Linked DNA regions of Pan troglodytes: region 1 is linked to region 2. A link is a contact called in public capture Hi-C data. All regions are on one chromosome and are shown on one strand. The core of a region is the stretch at or near the end of the contact, and the rest is flanking DNA. Distances in the headings are between cores, read along the strand shown. Region 1 overlaps ABCB9 (ATP binding cassette subfamily B member 9). Region 2 overlaps HIP1R (huntingtin interacting protein 1 related).

What was found. Capture Hi-C pulls out chosen DNA fragments and counts their contacts.
Region 1: a contact with region 2 is called in a capture Hi-C map of stem cell-derived neural stem cells, with 4 times the contacts expected there. The contact joins two enhancer-like sites. A contact is called at or near these places in 5 of 7 Hi-C or Micro-C datasets (blood, induced pluripotent stem cells, a lymphoblastoid cell line and 1 more), 1 of 1 datasets of contacts at active chromatin or transcription factors (stem cell-derived excitatory neurons) and 1 of 1 other capture datasets (stem cell-derived neural stem cells).

The regions. Positions count from the first base shown.
Region 1 is chr10:129,788,853-129,796,580 of NHGRI_mPanTro3-v2.0_pri, forward strand. ABCB9 (ATP binding cassette subfamily B member 9) reads right to left here. Exons shown (of 15, transcript XM_054663774.2): 6 at 5,788-5,902; 7 at 5,125-5,255; 8 at 3,961-4,166; 9 at 1,387-1,584. Among named protein-coding and RNA genes, the nearest start is that of OGFOD2, 26 kb to the right of the region's middle. Within about 2 kb of position 2,844, at least 7 of the 24 cell types and tissues checked have an H3K27ac peak or open chromatin away from gene starts, as enhancers often do. A contact at or near this core is called in stem cell-derived neural stem cells, where this site is marked.
Region 2 is chr10:129,696,675-129,703,494 of NHGRI_mPanTro3-v2.0_pri, forward strand. HIP1R (huntingtin interacting protein 1 related) reads left to right here. Exons shown (of 32, transcript XM_054663741.2): 9 at 224-281; 10 at 372-447; 11 at 584-724; 12 at 870-931; 13 at 1,150-1,222; 14 at 1,300-1,483; 15 at 1,576-1,664; 16 at 1,752-1,868; 17 at 1,945-2,046; 18 at 2,341-2,535; 19 at 3,420-3,567; 20 at 3,667-3,753; 21 at 4,143-4,250; 22 at 4,363-4,499; 9 more. Among named protein-coding and RNA genes, the nearest start is that of HIP1R, 24 kb to the left of the region's middle. Within about 2 kb of position 2,482, at least 8 of the 24 cell types and tissues checked have an H3K27ac peak or open chromatin away from gene starts, as enhancers often do. A contact at or near this core is called in stem cell-derived neural stem cells, where this site is marked.

The DNA of each region.
Region 1 (7,728 bases), core at 1,594-4,093, 93 kb after region 2:
GAAATGCCGGCCGTTGGCAGGGGTGTCTTCCAAGGCTTGTCACTCATGCCTTCCCCTGCCCCGAGCATTTCCCTACAGAGGCCTCCAGCTGGAGCAGGCTGTGGGCTTGGCCACAGAACAAGGCTTTCTTTGTGAGGTCCTGGCACACACATGCCACCCCCAGGCTCCTCAGCTTGGCCACCTGGGAACTATTTGTCCTCCTCATGGGGAAGAGCATGACTCAGAGAGGGCAAGTGCCCTGGCTAAGGTCACACAGTGAGCTCTCTGTCTCCTCCCCCAGTGGGGTTCTGTGAAGAAGGGGCTGTGATGGGGGCGCCCATGCCTTCCTCCTGTGCCTGGGGGGCATCTGGGAAGGGAGTGGAGTCTGAGTACCCATGGCAGCCCACACCCTAGTCAGGGACTCCATCTGTCCTCCTCACGCCCAGCCAGAACTAGGCTGCTGTCTGGACCACCGTGCCTTGGTGGAAGCTGCAAAGGCACCCCCTGCCAGCAGACGGATTGCTAAGAGGCTCAGCCAGCTGAGCTGGACCTCAGCCCCTCCTCTCCTCCTTGGCTGATACTTTTGGGAGGTGGCAGCACCAGGAAGTCCCAGATATCCTCTTTCCCCTGGCTCCCCTGTAGACCACCAGCTCCCTCCTCCCTCTCACTCCAAACTCTCCTCATTCCTCCGCAGCTATGCCCTGACCTGCCTACCTCCCATGTGTGTCCAGTGTAGCAGTGACATGATCCAAGTGCTCCCCATCCTCCAAGGAGAGGCTGTGACTCACTCCCGGGAGTGTGCCAGACACTGTCGGGAGTGTGTGTGGCTGTGACATGAGACCTGCCCGAAAGTGGCCTAGGGACCTGCTGACTCCCCACCTCAGCAAGGATGTTTCCCCAGCTGGGAAAAGAAAGCTCCCACCCTGCCACCCCATGCCAGGTGACTGGGAGAGGGGCAGCCTTGCTTCTGGGAAAGATTCTCAGCAGGGCGCGGTGGCTCACGCCTGTAATCCCAGCACTTTGGGAGGCTGATGCGGGTGGATCACCTGAGCTCAGGAGTTCGAGACCAGCCTGGCCAAGATAGTGAAACCCCGTCTCTACCAAAAATACAAAAATTAGCCAGGCATGGTGGCGGGCGCCTGTGGTCCCAGCTATGCAGGAGGCTGAGGCAGGAGAATTGCTTGAACCCAGGAGGCGGAGGTTGCAGTGAGCTGAGATGGTGCCACTGCACTCCAGCCTGGGTGACAGAGTGAGGCTCTGTCTCAAAAAAAAAAAAAAAAAGAAAGAAAGAAAGATTCTCCACCAGCTTGATACCAACATGCAGGGCTGATGTCCTAGATCGAGGGCTTCCCCCATCTTTGCATCCCATCCCTCCACAGCCAGAACTGCCTGGCCAGGGGCACGTACCCCGCTGCCCCAGACGTAGTACATGTAGGCAGCTGCCTCCTTCCTGTTCAGCTTGTACACCTGCTGCAGCTTCCGCAGGTACACCTCTGCCTCCTCCTCCTCATTGGCGAAGCTCCGGACAGTCTTCATGGCACTGATGGTCTCCTCCGCCGTGTTGCTCGCTCTGGCCAGGGCATTCTGGACCTCTTTGGAGAGCCTCTATGGACAGGAGGGGGACAAGAAGGAGAAGACCCCCAAAACAGCCTCACTATGTACTGGAGCCCCCAGGCCTCTCTGGGTTTTTCCACCCTTCGCTGGCACCAGCTATATGCAAGAGGTTCCTAGGACAAAAAGACAAGATCTAGCCCTTTCTCCCCCATCTCCTTCTGGCTCAATTTGACACACTCAGATAGTCAACTCCAGAGAGGCTCTTGGGGCAATGGTTTCAGCTCCTGAAGGATAGGGGGTGCTGATCGTTAAGTCATCCCCAGTATTCAAAAGAGGCTATTCATGACTGGACAGTTTTTGGTAATCCTTTCAGAAAAGGGGCCTCAACACCTGACCCTGTGCTGGAAGAGCAGGGGATGCCTTGGGCGGTTGTTCAGGTTGTACACTATGTAAGAAACACCAACTATTAAAGGGGCACCATTTACATCATCAACATAAATTATGTTAGAGCCTGAGGGTTGATAAAGAGATTCCAGAACTCCCAGCCAAGTTCTACATGGTGGCAGGGGCCATGGGTTGTGAAATCTGCCCACACCATATGCATGTCACCACAGGCAGAGCTGAAAAGTGGTCCCAAGTGTGCGGCCATCAGGCTGCTGTTCACCAGAGTCCTGGGAGAGGCCCCTGGGTGGAGCTGTTCACACTTTGCAGGAGTCACTGTGCTGATTCTCAAGCCAGCCAGGAAGGCTGCCTGAGAGTCCAGGACAGGAGCATGCACTGGCATGTCCCATGACCATGTGTCACGCCCTAGCCGCAGGAAGCATGCAGGGTGCCTGAGTCATGTTTGGCCATGGGCGGTGTGTGTGGTTTGTGGAGATGACTCGCTGGCTACACACAACACATTCAGGCATGGAGTGGAAAACCCAAATTGAGCCTTCCTGAGGCCTCCCTTAGCTGAACTAAAAGGCAGGGCCTGCAGTGCACACAGAGGTGGGGGCTGAGGGGGAGCTCCAGGGTTTCTTGCTCCATCCCAGGGGCTGGTGGGAAGGCCGGAAGCAAGGGGTGGGGAGCAGCGTGCCAGAAATGGCTCAGACTCTAAAGAATAGATTTACTTTCTCATCTCAGTGAGGACAGTGGGGAGGCTCGTGACCAGGAACTTCGGGAAGAGGTCCTACCTGTGTGGCTGGAGAAGGCTGTGGGGAGTGGCCTCACCGGGGGTTGGGAGGGAGATGGCTTCCTTTGCTACCCTGGTCTCAGGTCACCAACACCAAAGGCTCCAATGGAGCTGCGACAACGACTTACCCGGCACCACCTGGAGGCCGTCATGCATCCAAGCCCCTGCTCTAGAGTACCCCACGTGGGCCTGGGTGACTGTGAGGGGGTTGCCTGTACCTGTCACAGGGTCACAGCCCTGCCTATCTGAACCCAGCCTATCTGTCCCTTAGGGCTCGGGGGCACCCGCCCATTCAGGAAGCAGGAGGAGGGTGAGGTCAAACCTGGCTCACGGGCCTAGCTCGGAAGCAGAAGCAGTGCCGTGGGGTGGCCAGAGGGGACAGCAGCCTGCCCATGATGGCATCACAGCGGGCCCACACCACCCCCACATACACACCAGGCACGTTCCAACCCAGGGCCTTTTCACGGGCTGTGCCCTCTGCTCAGCACATACCTTCCAAGATGCCCGCCTCCTTCAGACCCTTGTTCAGATGTCCCCTTCTCAGCAAGACCTATTTAACTTGTATTTATTCATTCATTTTAGAGACAGGGTCTTGCTGTGTCACCCAGGCTAGAGTATAGTGGCACGATCATTGCTCACTACAGCCTCGACCTCCTGGGCTCAGGCGATCCTCCACCTCAGCATCCCAGGTAGCTGGGACCACAGGCATGCGCCACCAAGCCCAGCTAACTAAAAAAAATTTTTTTTTATAGAGATGGGGTCTTGCTATATTGTCCAATCTTGTCTCGAACTCCTAGGCTCAAGTGGTCCTCCTGCCTGTGCCTCCCAAAGTTCTGGGATTACAGGCATGAGCCACCGGGCCCAGCCAGTAAATCCAATTTAAAATTGCAGCTACACCCAATGCTCCCAATCCCTCTGCTCACTTCATGTTTCTCCTTAGCACTGACCATCTTTTACTGTATTGTGGATTCTCATTCTTTATGCTGTTGGTACCTAATATCTGTCTCTGACACTAGATACAAGTTCCAGGAAGGCAGGGGCCTTGTCTTTTTCACTGATGTATCCCAGTGCCTGGGACATAGCAGGTGGTCAATAATTATTTACTGAATGAGCGAAGAAATGAATGAATGAATGCAAACACAGCCTCAAGACCTGTCCTTCACTAGCCCTTAGTGGCCCCCTGAGCCCCTCCTAAGGGGATGTTTGGGGGCTGCCAGGGCGCACAGTCCCCAGCAGAGACGGGGCAGGCCTACCTTGTAGTACTTGCCGTAGATGTTGGACACCATCATGATGATGGGGAAGCCCATGAAGGTGACCAAGGAGAGCTGCCATGAGAGGCTGAACATGAAGACCACCACGCCCGTGACCTTGACTGTGTTCCGCAGGAAGACATTGATGTTCTGGGAGACCAGGTCGCTGACCATGGTGGTGTCCGAGGTCAGGCGGGAGATGAGGTCCCCTGGAACACACGCGGCGCAGCTCTCACCACAGCAACCCGGGCCTCGGGGGTGGCGGTGGGGGATGCTAAGGGGCCTCTGAGACAGACACTGGGAAGCCGGGCCTCCCTACCTGTGGGCGGGGTTGGGGGGTGGGGGAGAAGAGCAGATACCCCTCGAGGGCTACTCTGAGCCAATCCCAGTCATCAGCATCTTGCTTAAGCTTCACGACATCCCGCTGTACAGCGGAGGAGGCTGGGGCTCAGAACAGGAAGGCCCCTGTAGAGTCACACAGCCTGTCTGTGACTGAGCCAGACTTCAAACCCATGTCTCCTCCCTGTCACTGGCAGAGGGGGTAACTCCTCTTCCCTTCTAGGGAAATAACAACCTGGCTGGTGGCGGGCAGGAAAGCACAGACACTTCTTACCTAAGTTGGACATTGTGCTAAGAGCTGTGTAAGGACCCCATGGGGTGGCTACTATCCGTGTTCCCATTTTACAGACAAGAAAACAGAGGATCAGAGAGGTGAAGTTCGTGAGTGGAGGAACCAGGGCTTCGACCCAGGCTGGTGTCTCTCAGAGCTTGGATCTTGGTGGATATTCTATCGTCTTTCCCGTTGTGGCCCCTGGCCCTCACCCGCTGACCCCCATGGGAGCAGGGTCTCTGTCGGCCACAGGCATGGGTAGTCCTGGCCCTGGTGGTTTCCATGGGGCAATGGAAAGCAAGGCCTTGGCTCCTGCAGGGACCTCGGGTGGCCTGGCCTGGGCCCCACAGAGGCCGCAGCCCACACCAAAACCTCAGTGAGCAAGCCAGCTCCCAGGACACAGGCCAAGCCCAGGGTGTTCCCAGCCTGAACTAACAGCAGGAGGAGAAGACAGAGGGCTGAGACCACCCACACGCCCATTTCATTCCTCAGGGCCAGGCAAGCCCACAGGGGTGGGGCCCAGCCCCCAGGACACCTAGGGCACTGGAAGGACCAACCTGTGCGATTCTCATCAAAGAAGCTTGTCTCCTGGGACACCAGTGAGCGGAAGAGACAGTTTCGAAGGCGAATGTTCAGTCTGGCAAATATGAGGGTAAAAATGCCGCCCCGAATACCTGCGGCAAATGAGCTAATTGCAGATAAGAGATGTTATAGCACGATGTCCTTCCAGACCAGTGACCACACCCGGCTGCCCCCTCCCGCTGCCGGCAGGCCTGGGAGCCCCACCGCAGCCCCACTCCAGGGCTGGCATCCCTGTGGGGTCCCCCTCATTCCCAGTGGGAGCCCCCCTCAAGGTGAGGGCAAAGGGGACAGTTGTGGGACAAGAGACCCAAATGTGCCAGCCAGATCCTCTTCCTTCCAGAACAGCTCAGACAAAGCCGGTTCTGTTTGGGACCAGATTCCTACTTGGAAAACAGCCAGGGAGGGTGAGCAGGGAACCCTGAGGACTGAAGCCCTTTTCAGGGACCAGAGGGTGTGGTTCTAGCGTGCTCTAAGACAGTGTGGAAGCCGGTTCCCAGGGTGACCAGCTGAGGGACAGGCCCACCAGGGGCATTTCCAGGGCCTCCCTGGCCCCTGTCTTCCTTAGGAACAGGCCCTCCCTTCCCTCCCTGGTGCAAGTCGGGGTGTGCGGGGCAGGGCGTGGGGGTTGAGCCAGCTACCTGCCAATGGCCAGCAGGCACACGATGACGACAGCCGTGCTGAACTGATCCATGCTTTTCTGGATGACGATGCCATCAATGGCGCGGCCCGTGTAGTAGGGCAGGAAGGTCTCTCCTGGGGGAGGCAGGGCAGCCTCAGGGACGTCTGCAGCCAGAGGAACCCGCACCCTTCCTCCTGAGGCTCCAGAAGTCCACACACCAACCCCTCTGCCCACTCCACCGGTGGGCTTTCCTCCCTCGGCAAACTCTTGCTGCCCATCGTGGGGCCCCAGGGTGCTTAATGCCCCCCTCCTCAGAGAACAGGGGAGCACTGGGCCTGCTGGTTCTTCTTTATTTATAGTGGCTACTAGGCATCGAGCCAGGGCTCCTGCAGGATGCTTCATTCTCTTGTTTTTTGAGACAGGGTCTCGCTGTGTCCCCCAGGCTGGAGTGCAGTGGTGTAATCATAGCTCACTGCAGCATCAAACTCCTGGGCTCAGGTGATCCTCCTGTCTCAGCCTCCTGAGTAGGGAATACAGGCATGTGCCACCATGCCAGGCTAATTTTTTTTTTTTTTTTGTAGAGACAGGGGTCTCACTATGTGGCCCAAGCTGGTCTCAACCTCCTGGGTTGAAGCAATCCTCCTACCTTGGCCTCCCAAAGTACTGGGATTATAGGTATGAGCCACCGCTCCTGAACTTTGTTTCATTCCCTTTGGAGCAGGCCCTGGAATCACCCCCATTTTACAAATGAGAAAAATTAATTTAATTTGTTTTTCTTTTTCTAAAATATTTTCCTTTTTTTTTTTTTTAACTTTTTTTTAACTTTTTGAGACAGGGTTTCGCTCCTGTCGCCCAGGCTGGAGTGCAGCCTCAACCTCCTGGGCTCAGTGGATCTTCCCATCTCAGACTCCTGAGTAGCCGGGACTACAGGCACACGCCACCAGGCCTAGCTAATTTTTTGTATTTTTTTGTAGAGACGAGGTTTCACTAGGTTGCCCAGGCTGGTCTCTAACTCCTGGGCTCAAGCGATCCACCCACCTCAGCTTCCCAAAGTGCTGGGGTTACAGGCCTGAGTCACAGCGTCCGGCTGAAAGTGAAGTTGAATGAGATGACTCGTCCAGGCCACATGGCAATCAGTGGCTGATTGACGCCAAAGTTGATTTCATTCTTCTCAATGGGTTCAGAGTCCAAATTCTGGAACCTCAGAAGACGTTGCTATTCTGGTTCCAAGCAATGCTGGAAATTGCCACCCCACCCCTCCTGGTGGGGCACTTGACACCTTGCTGGGTGCTTTCTTACCCGCTTGCCTTACTGTGTTTTCACAACAATCCTGGGGTGGAATGGGAGACTCAGAGAGGCTGAGAAATTTACTCCAGGTCACATAGCAAGGGGAAAGGCTGGGACTCAAACCTAAACTGGCTTTCAACCTGGGGGCTCCTTCTTTTCCCTTCCTCCTGTGGTCTGAATGCATCTCCCAAAATTTACATATTGAAACATAATCGCCAATGTGATAGTGATTAAGTCACAAGGGCAGAGCTCTCCAGGATGGGATGAGGGCCCTTTTCAAAGGGCTTGTAAGCCTGGTTTGCCATCTCTCGCCCTTCCACCTTCTGCAGCGTGAGGACACAGCAGTCTTCCCCTCCAGAGGACACAGCAAGGAGGGACCATCTTGGAAGCAGAGAGTGGCCCTCACGACACCAAACCTGCTGGCACCTTGATCTGGGACTTCCCAGCCTCTAGAACAGTAAGAAATCAGCTTCTATGGTTTCTAAATGACCCAGTCTGTGGTATTTTGTTATAGCAGCAGAAATGAGACTCCCCCGACAATAATCCGGAATGTCCACTCTCCTCTTAAGGAAATAGTGGCATCACCAGGCCAGGCCAGGCTCTTGTTCATCCCAGGACCTGTTTCCACTGAAGTTCTTTCCATGAGCAGAGCCAGGTTTGGGGCTGGGCATAC
Region 2 (6,820 bases), core at 1,232-3,731:
GCGCCTTCCTTTCCATTCGCTGTTTCCTTCTCTAGCTCAGTCTGAACTGAGCCCTCCCACAGCGTCTCCCACAGGTCTCCCCATCCCGATGGGAGAGCGGGCCTGGCCCAGTCTCGGGTGATCTCTGATCTGTGAGTTTGTAGCATACGGAGGAACAAGGCAGGGCAGGTGAGCCCCTGAGCAGTGTGCAGAGAAGTCCTGTTACACTTGTGCCACCCTCCAGGTCTCCCTGCGGACACCCTGCAAGGCCACAGGGACCGGTTCCACGAGCAGTTTCACAGGTACTGCCTGGGACAGGGACAGGATTGAGGCCGGTGGGGGAGAGGCTCCGTGGCCCCTTCCTGAACCCGAACTTCCCACCATCTCTGCAGCCTCAGGAACTTCTTCCGCAGAGCCTCCGACATGCTGTACTTCAAGCGGCTCATCCAGATCCCCCGGCTGCCCGAGGTACCACCCCCAAGAGGGCCCCGAGGCCCTTTGAGGACCCCAGGCACCTGGTTGGGCCCCACACAGGCTATGGAGATGGCGGAAGGAGGGCTTGCTTAGGGGACAGCTGAGCAGGTCCCACCTGCCGCCCCTGCAGGGACCCCCTAACTTCCTGCGGGCCTCAGCCCTGGCTGAGCACATCAAGCCGGTGGTGGTGATCCCCGAGGAGGCCCCGGAGGATGAGGAGCCGGAGAATCTCATTGAGATCAGCACAGGGCCCCCCGTGGGGGAGCCAGTGGTGAGCCCCCTGCCCAGCCCGTGTCCCCCAGTCCTCCAGCTGCAGCATGAGGCCAACGGGAGTGTCGGGTGGCCAGCCCTCCCTTTGCCCACTGCCCGGCCTGGAGGGCACAGGTGAGTGGGGTCACCATGCTTTGCTGTGGCAGGTGGTGGCTGACCTCTTCGATCAGACGTTTGGACCCCCCAATGGCTCTGTGAAGGACGACAGGTGAGGGCTGGAGGAGCCGACTGGGCTGGGGGTGGTTGGAAACGGCCTCAGCTGAGCTGTGCTCTGGACAGTTCTGTCTGGAAAGGCCATGGGTGGGGAACATGAACCCGTGAGGTGCCCAAATCCTGAGTGGCCACTGAGGAGGAGACAGGTTCCTGTGCTGGGTCTGTTGACTGTTCTGGTTGACTTAACTTGACCCCCAGGACCTCTGTCCCCAGGGACCTCCAGATTGAGAGCTTGAAGAGAGAGGTGGAAATGCTCCGCTCTGAACTGGAGAAGATCAAGCTGGAGGTGCCGGGGTGGGGATGGGTGGGGGCCAGGGCCCCTCACGGCCCAGGCAGGGCCCCACGTCACACCTCCTCCCGCAGGCCCAGCGGTACATCGCGCAGCTGAAGAGCCAGGTGAATGCACTGGAGGGTGAGCTGGAGGAGCAGCGGAAGCAGAAGCAGAAGGCCCTGGTGGATAATGAGCAGCTCCGCCACGAGCTGGCCCAGCTGAGGGCTGCCCAGCTGGAGGGCGAGCGGAGCCAGGGCCTGCGTGAGGAGGCTGAGAGTACGTGGGGCCTTGGCCACAGGGGTCCAAGGGTGTGTCCCCAGCCCCTGCCACCCCACACGGGGCATCACTGCCTCTTCTCTCGCCCCCAGGGAAGGCCAGTGCCACAGAGGCGCGCTACAACAAGCTGAAGGAAAAGCACAGTGAGCTCGTCCATGTGCATGCGGAGCTGCTCAGAAAGGTAGGTGCAGCCCATCCTCCATCCCAGCCGGTGGCAGGGCCTCTCGGGGATGGCAGCAGAGCATGAGCCCTTCCCCTGCCCATGCAGAACGCGGACACAGCCAAGCAGCTGACGGTGACGCAGCAAAGCCAGGAGGAGGTGGCGCGGGTGAAGGAGCAGCTGGCCTTCCAGGTGGAGCAGGTGAAGCGGGAGTCGGAGTTGAAGGTATGTCCCTTGTGGCACAGGGCCCTGCCCCGGCATCCCCAGCCCACTGCCCCAGTGACACGCTGTCCTGTCCCAGCTAGAGGAGCAGAGCGACCAGCTGGAGAAGCTCAAGAGGGAGCTGGAGGCCAAGGCTGGAGAGCTGGCCCGCGCACAGGAGGCCCTGAGCCACACAGAGCAGGTGCATCTGGCTTTGATGACTGGGGGTGGGGTTCTGGGGCCAGTCCTGGGTGGAAGTCAGGTCCTCTTTGCCGTGAACAGGCCCCACCTGGGTGCCACTCGGTGATCCTGGGATGCAGCCCTGACCCAGACCCAGGGGCTACATGGGAGACAGGACCTACCGCTGGTCCTCAGGGAGCCCTGAGTCTAATGGAAGTGATCACTAACCCCCAGGGCCCAGTTTATAAGCGTGGGGGCAGGGTGGGTGGGGCCTGGGAGCTCTGTTCACATGCCTGGTGTCCATGTCTGTCCACAGAGCAAGTCGGAGCTGAGCTCACGGCTGGACACGCTGAGTGCGGAGAAGGATGCTCTGAGTGGAGCTGTGCGGCAGCGGGAGGCAGACCTGCTGGCGGCGCAGAGCCTGGTGCGCGAGACAGAGGCGGCGCTGAGCCGGGAGCAGCAGCGCAGCTCCCAGGAGCAGGGCGAGTTGCAGGGCCAGCTGGCAGAGAGGGTATGGCCTCCCCAGATGCAGCAGCACTACTGAGTTCACTGCCATCTGGCAACCATCGATCTGTCTCCGTGATCTGCCTGTTCTAGAGATTTCATGTAAAGGGGATCATACACGATGCATCCTTTTGTGTCCGGCTTCTTCACTCAGCATCACGTTGTCAAGGGTCACCACATCATAGCCTGTGTCAGCACCTCATTCCTTTTATGGCTGAGTCGTACTCTGCCGTGTGGACAGACCACATTGTGTTTATCTGTTCATCACTTGGTGGACGTTGGGTTTGTTGCAACTTTCTGGCTGTTGTAAATAGTGCTGCTGTGGGCCTTTGAGCACAAGTTTCTGTGTAAACATCTGCCATCACTTATCTTGGATAGATAGCTGATGTGTGTGGAACACAGTAGAACTGCTGGGTCTCACCTCTGTTACCCTGTTGAGAAACTACCAGACTGTTTTCCAAAGTGGCTGCACCATTTTACACTCCCACCAGCAACGCATGAATGTTCCAGTTTCTCCACATCCTTGCCAATGCTTATTATTGTCTTCTTTTCATTTTAGCCATCCTAGTGGGTGTGGAGTGGTTTCTCACTGTCTTGATTTGTGTTTCCCTGATAGCAAAGGGTGCTACATATCTTTTCATGAGCTACCTGGCCATTTGTGTATCTTTGGAGAAATGTCTTTTAGGACCTTGAGCTCACGTTTTAATTGGGTTATCTTTTTATTATTGAGCTGTGCACTGTGGGAAGCCTCTTTCTAGAAATCTCCACCCCCCTGACCAGTGAGGGTCTCAGCTGGGCTCCAACTGGTGGCCCATGGGTCAGTCCAAGGCTGGGGCACATCCTTGGCCTTGGGGAGGATCTCTAACCTGCCCTCTTCACCCCCATTGCCAGGAGTCTCAGGAGCAGGGGCTGCGGCAGAGGCTGCTGGACGAGCAGTTCGCAGTGCTGCGGGGCGCTGCTGCCGAGGCCGCGGGCATCCTGCAGGATGCCGTGAGCAAGCTGGACGACCCCCTGCACCTGCGCTGTACCAGCTCCCCAGGTAGACAGTGGGGCCACACTCAGCCGCTCCCCTGCCTCCTTCCCATCCCCAGCCCTGAGCAGCGGGTGGCAGGAGCCTCAGTTCTCCTTGTGCTTGCAGACTACCTGGTGAGCAGGGCCCAGGAGGCCTTGGATGCCGTGAGCACCCTGGAGGAGGGCCACGCCCAGTACCTGACCTCCTTGGCAGGTGAGTGTAGCCAGGGCAGGGCGGAGGTGGGGGCTGTGTCCCAGTTCCAGCGCCCATGGCCACCTCTTGCCTTTTGAGAGGTTTACAGACAGCAGGGACCTCTCTGGGAAGCCAAGCCCCCTGCCTGCTCCTTCCCAGGAACCCACCCCTGCCCTGTGGACAAATAGGCTTTTGCCTCTGGGGCCTGGGCCACCATATGTCTGCAGGTGGCAGAGCACTGAAGGGCCCGGGGCCACACACTGGTGTGGTTCCCACTGCCTCCTGGACGTCGTCTTGCCGAGCCCTCCTTTCCTCTTCCTCCTCCTCCTGGGAGAGCTGGCCACCGACGGTGCCAGTGCTAGTGTCTCAGTGTCATCCTCCCCCAACCTTGGCCCCACCCACCCGCACAGACGCCTCCGCCCTGGTGGCAGCTCTGACCCGCTTCTCCCACCTGGCTGCGGATACCATCATCAATGGCGGTGCCACCTCGCACCTGGCTCCCACCGACCCTGCCGACCGTAAGTGGGTCCTGGGATGGCAGGTTCTGTCCACCTCACTAGCTTGTCTCCCCTGGGGGTCCTTATGGGGCCTGTGGTGGGGGGCTCCACTCACGGTCCTTTCTCACCCCAGGCCTCATAGACACCTGCAGGGAGTGCGGGGCCCGGGCTCTGGAGCTCATGGGGCAGCTGCAGGACCAGCAGGCTCTGCGGCACATGCAGGCCAGCCTGGTGCGGACACCCCTGCAGGGCATCCTTCAGCTGGGCCAGGTGAGGCACAGCTGAGTGTGGGTTTGGGAGGCTTGGGCCTGCCTCTGACCTCTGCACCCACCTCTGGGTTGGCTGAACAGGTGTTTGTGCGTGGAGCCTGCAGCCTCAGGACACAGGGTGGGGACCATGCACCCTCCTCGATCCCTGTGGCCCCCAACCTCTTTCCCAGGCTGCCCGTGGGATTGGGGGGATGGAGGCTACCCCTGTCTGACTCCCATCCTCACCAGGAACTGAAACCCAAGAGCCTGGATGTGCGGCAGGAGGAGCTGGGGGCCATGGTCGACAAGGAGATGGCGGCCACATCCGCAGCCATTGAAGATGCCGTGCGGAGGATCGAGGTGAGCACGGGATCTGGGGACTCCCCTCATTCCTGTGGAGCTTTGGGGGCCGGAGGCCCCAACTGGGCTGGGTACAGGCTGCACCCACTCCTGCTCTCAGCCTCCAGAGAGAGGACAGATGGCGTTTTCCAGGGGCCTGTGAGGTCAGAGCTGAGAGGGCAGGAGGCAGCCCTGGCTTTCCCAGGACCACGGTCCCCTCCTCCCAGCCAGCTCACGGCTCTGTTCTTGGGTGCAGGACATGATGAACCAGGCACGCCACGCCAGCTCGGGGGTGAAGCTGGAGGTGAACGAGAGGTGAGCCCCCCCTTCTGTCCCCCCAGGCCCAGCCCGAGGTGGGCTGCCCGTGGCCCCTAAGGTTCTGACCCCAACTGTTCTGCTCACGGGAAAGGAAGGCCTGGCTCAGAGCAGACACTCCCTCCCCACCTGCTGAGCCCTGCTGTGGCCAGGCCCGCCATGGCGTCGTGTGGGCTGCAATGCAGAGCGGCAGCTAAGTCTCTCCTTCTCTCCCCCAGGATCCTCAACTCCTGCACAGACCTGATGAAGGTGAGGGGCTGTGACCTGGGGGGGTCTGCACCTGGAGGGCCACCAGTCATTGCTGTCTTGGTCTCGGCAGGCTATCCGGCTTCTGGTGACGACATCCACTAGCCTGCAGAAGGAGATCGTGGAGAGCGGCAGGGTGAGGGGCCGGCGGCAGCAGGGCACAGTCCACAAGGAGCCTGACCCCCAGCCTAGGCCACCCTGGGCATGAGACCCTCCACCCCCTACCACAGGGAGGCCTCAGGGATGTGCCCTATGGCCAGAGTGAGGGGGAGAGGGCCCTTGAGGACCCCTTTCCACCTTTGGTGTCCTTGACTGGCATGTCCTGCCCTGTTCTCCCGTCGCCACTAGGGGGCAGCCACGCAGCAGGAATTTTACGCCAAGAACTCGCGCTGGACCGAAGGCCTCATCTCGGCCTCCAAGGCTGTGGGCTGGGGAGCCACACAGCTGGTGTAGGTTGCCCTGGGTGGGGGGGGGGGGCAGGGGGCTGCTTCCTGCCAGTTGGAGCAGTTTGGGAGTCAGCAGGGTGCAGGGAGTAGAGGGGGTGTGGAGTGGTGCCAGCCGTCCGTGGGGTCAGAGACCCTGGCCCTGACTGGCCCTTGCCCCGCAGGGAGGCAGCTGACAAGGTGGTGCTTCACACGGGCAAGTATGAGGAGCTCATCGTCTGCTCCCACGAGATCGCAGCCAGCACGGCCCAGCTGGTGGCGGCCTCCAAGGTGAGCTTGCACGCCGACAGCAGCACACCGGGCTCTGGGCCCAGCTTGGCCTGGGCTGTGGCTGCCAAGCCCAGGCCTGCTGCTGCCCTGAGCTGGGAGACCTGAGCCCACCCTGACCTCTCGCCCCTCAGGTGAAGGCCAACAAGCACAGCCCCCACCTGAGCCGCCTGCAGGAATGTTCTCGCACAGTCAATGAGAGGGCTGCCAATGTGGTGGCCTCCACCAAGTCAGGCCAGGAGCAGATTGAGGACAGAGGTGAGTGCCAGATGCCAACGGGGGCTGCTGGCTCCCGAGGCTGAATGGGGGTGGGTGTCCAGATGTTCACCCCCTTGCCCTCTGGCCACAGACACCATGGATTTCTCCGGCCTGTCCCTCATCAAGCTGAAGAAGCAGGAGATGGAGACCCAGGTAGGCGCCCATGGCTGCCCCGTGACCTCTGAGCTCATCCCTCGGGCGAAGCCTGGACCCAGGAGAGAGCTCCCTGGGGAGGCTGGGCTGGGCTGAGCAGGCCGTGTGGCTACAGGTGCGTGTCCTGGAGCTGGAGAAGACGCTGGAGGCTGAACGCATGCGGCTGGGGGAGTTGCGGAAGCAACACTATGTGCTGGCTGGGGCATCAGGCAGCCCTGGAGAGGAGGCGGCCATCCGGCCCAGCACTGCCCCCCGAAGTGTAACCACCAAGAAACCACCCCTGGCCCAGAAGCCCAGTGTGGCCCCCAGACAGGACCACCAG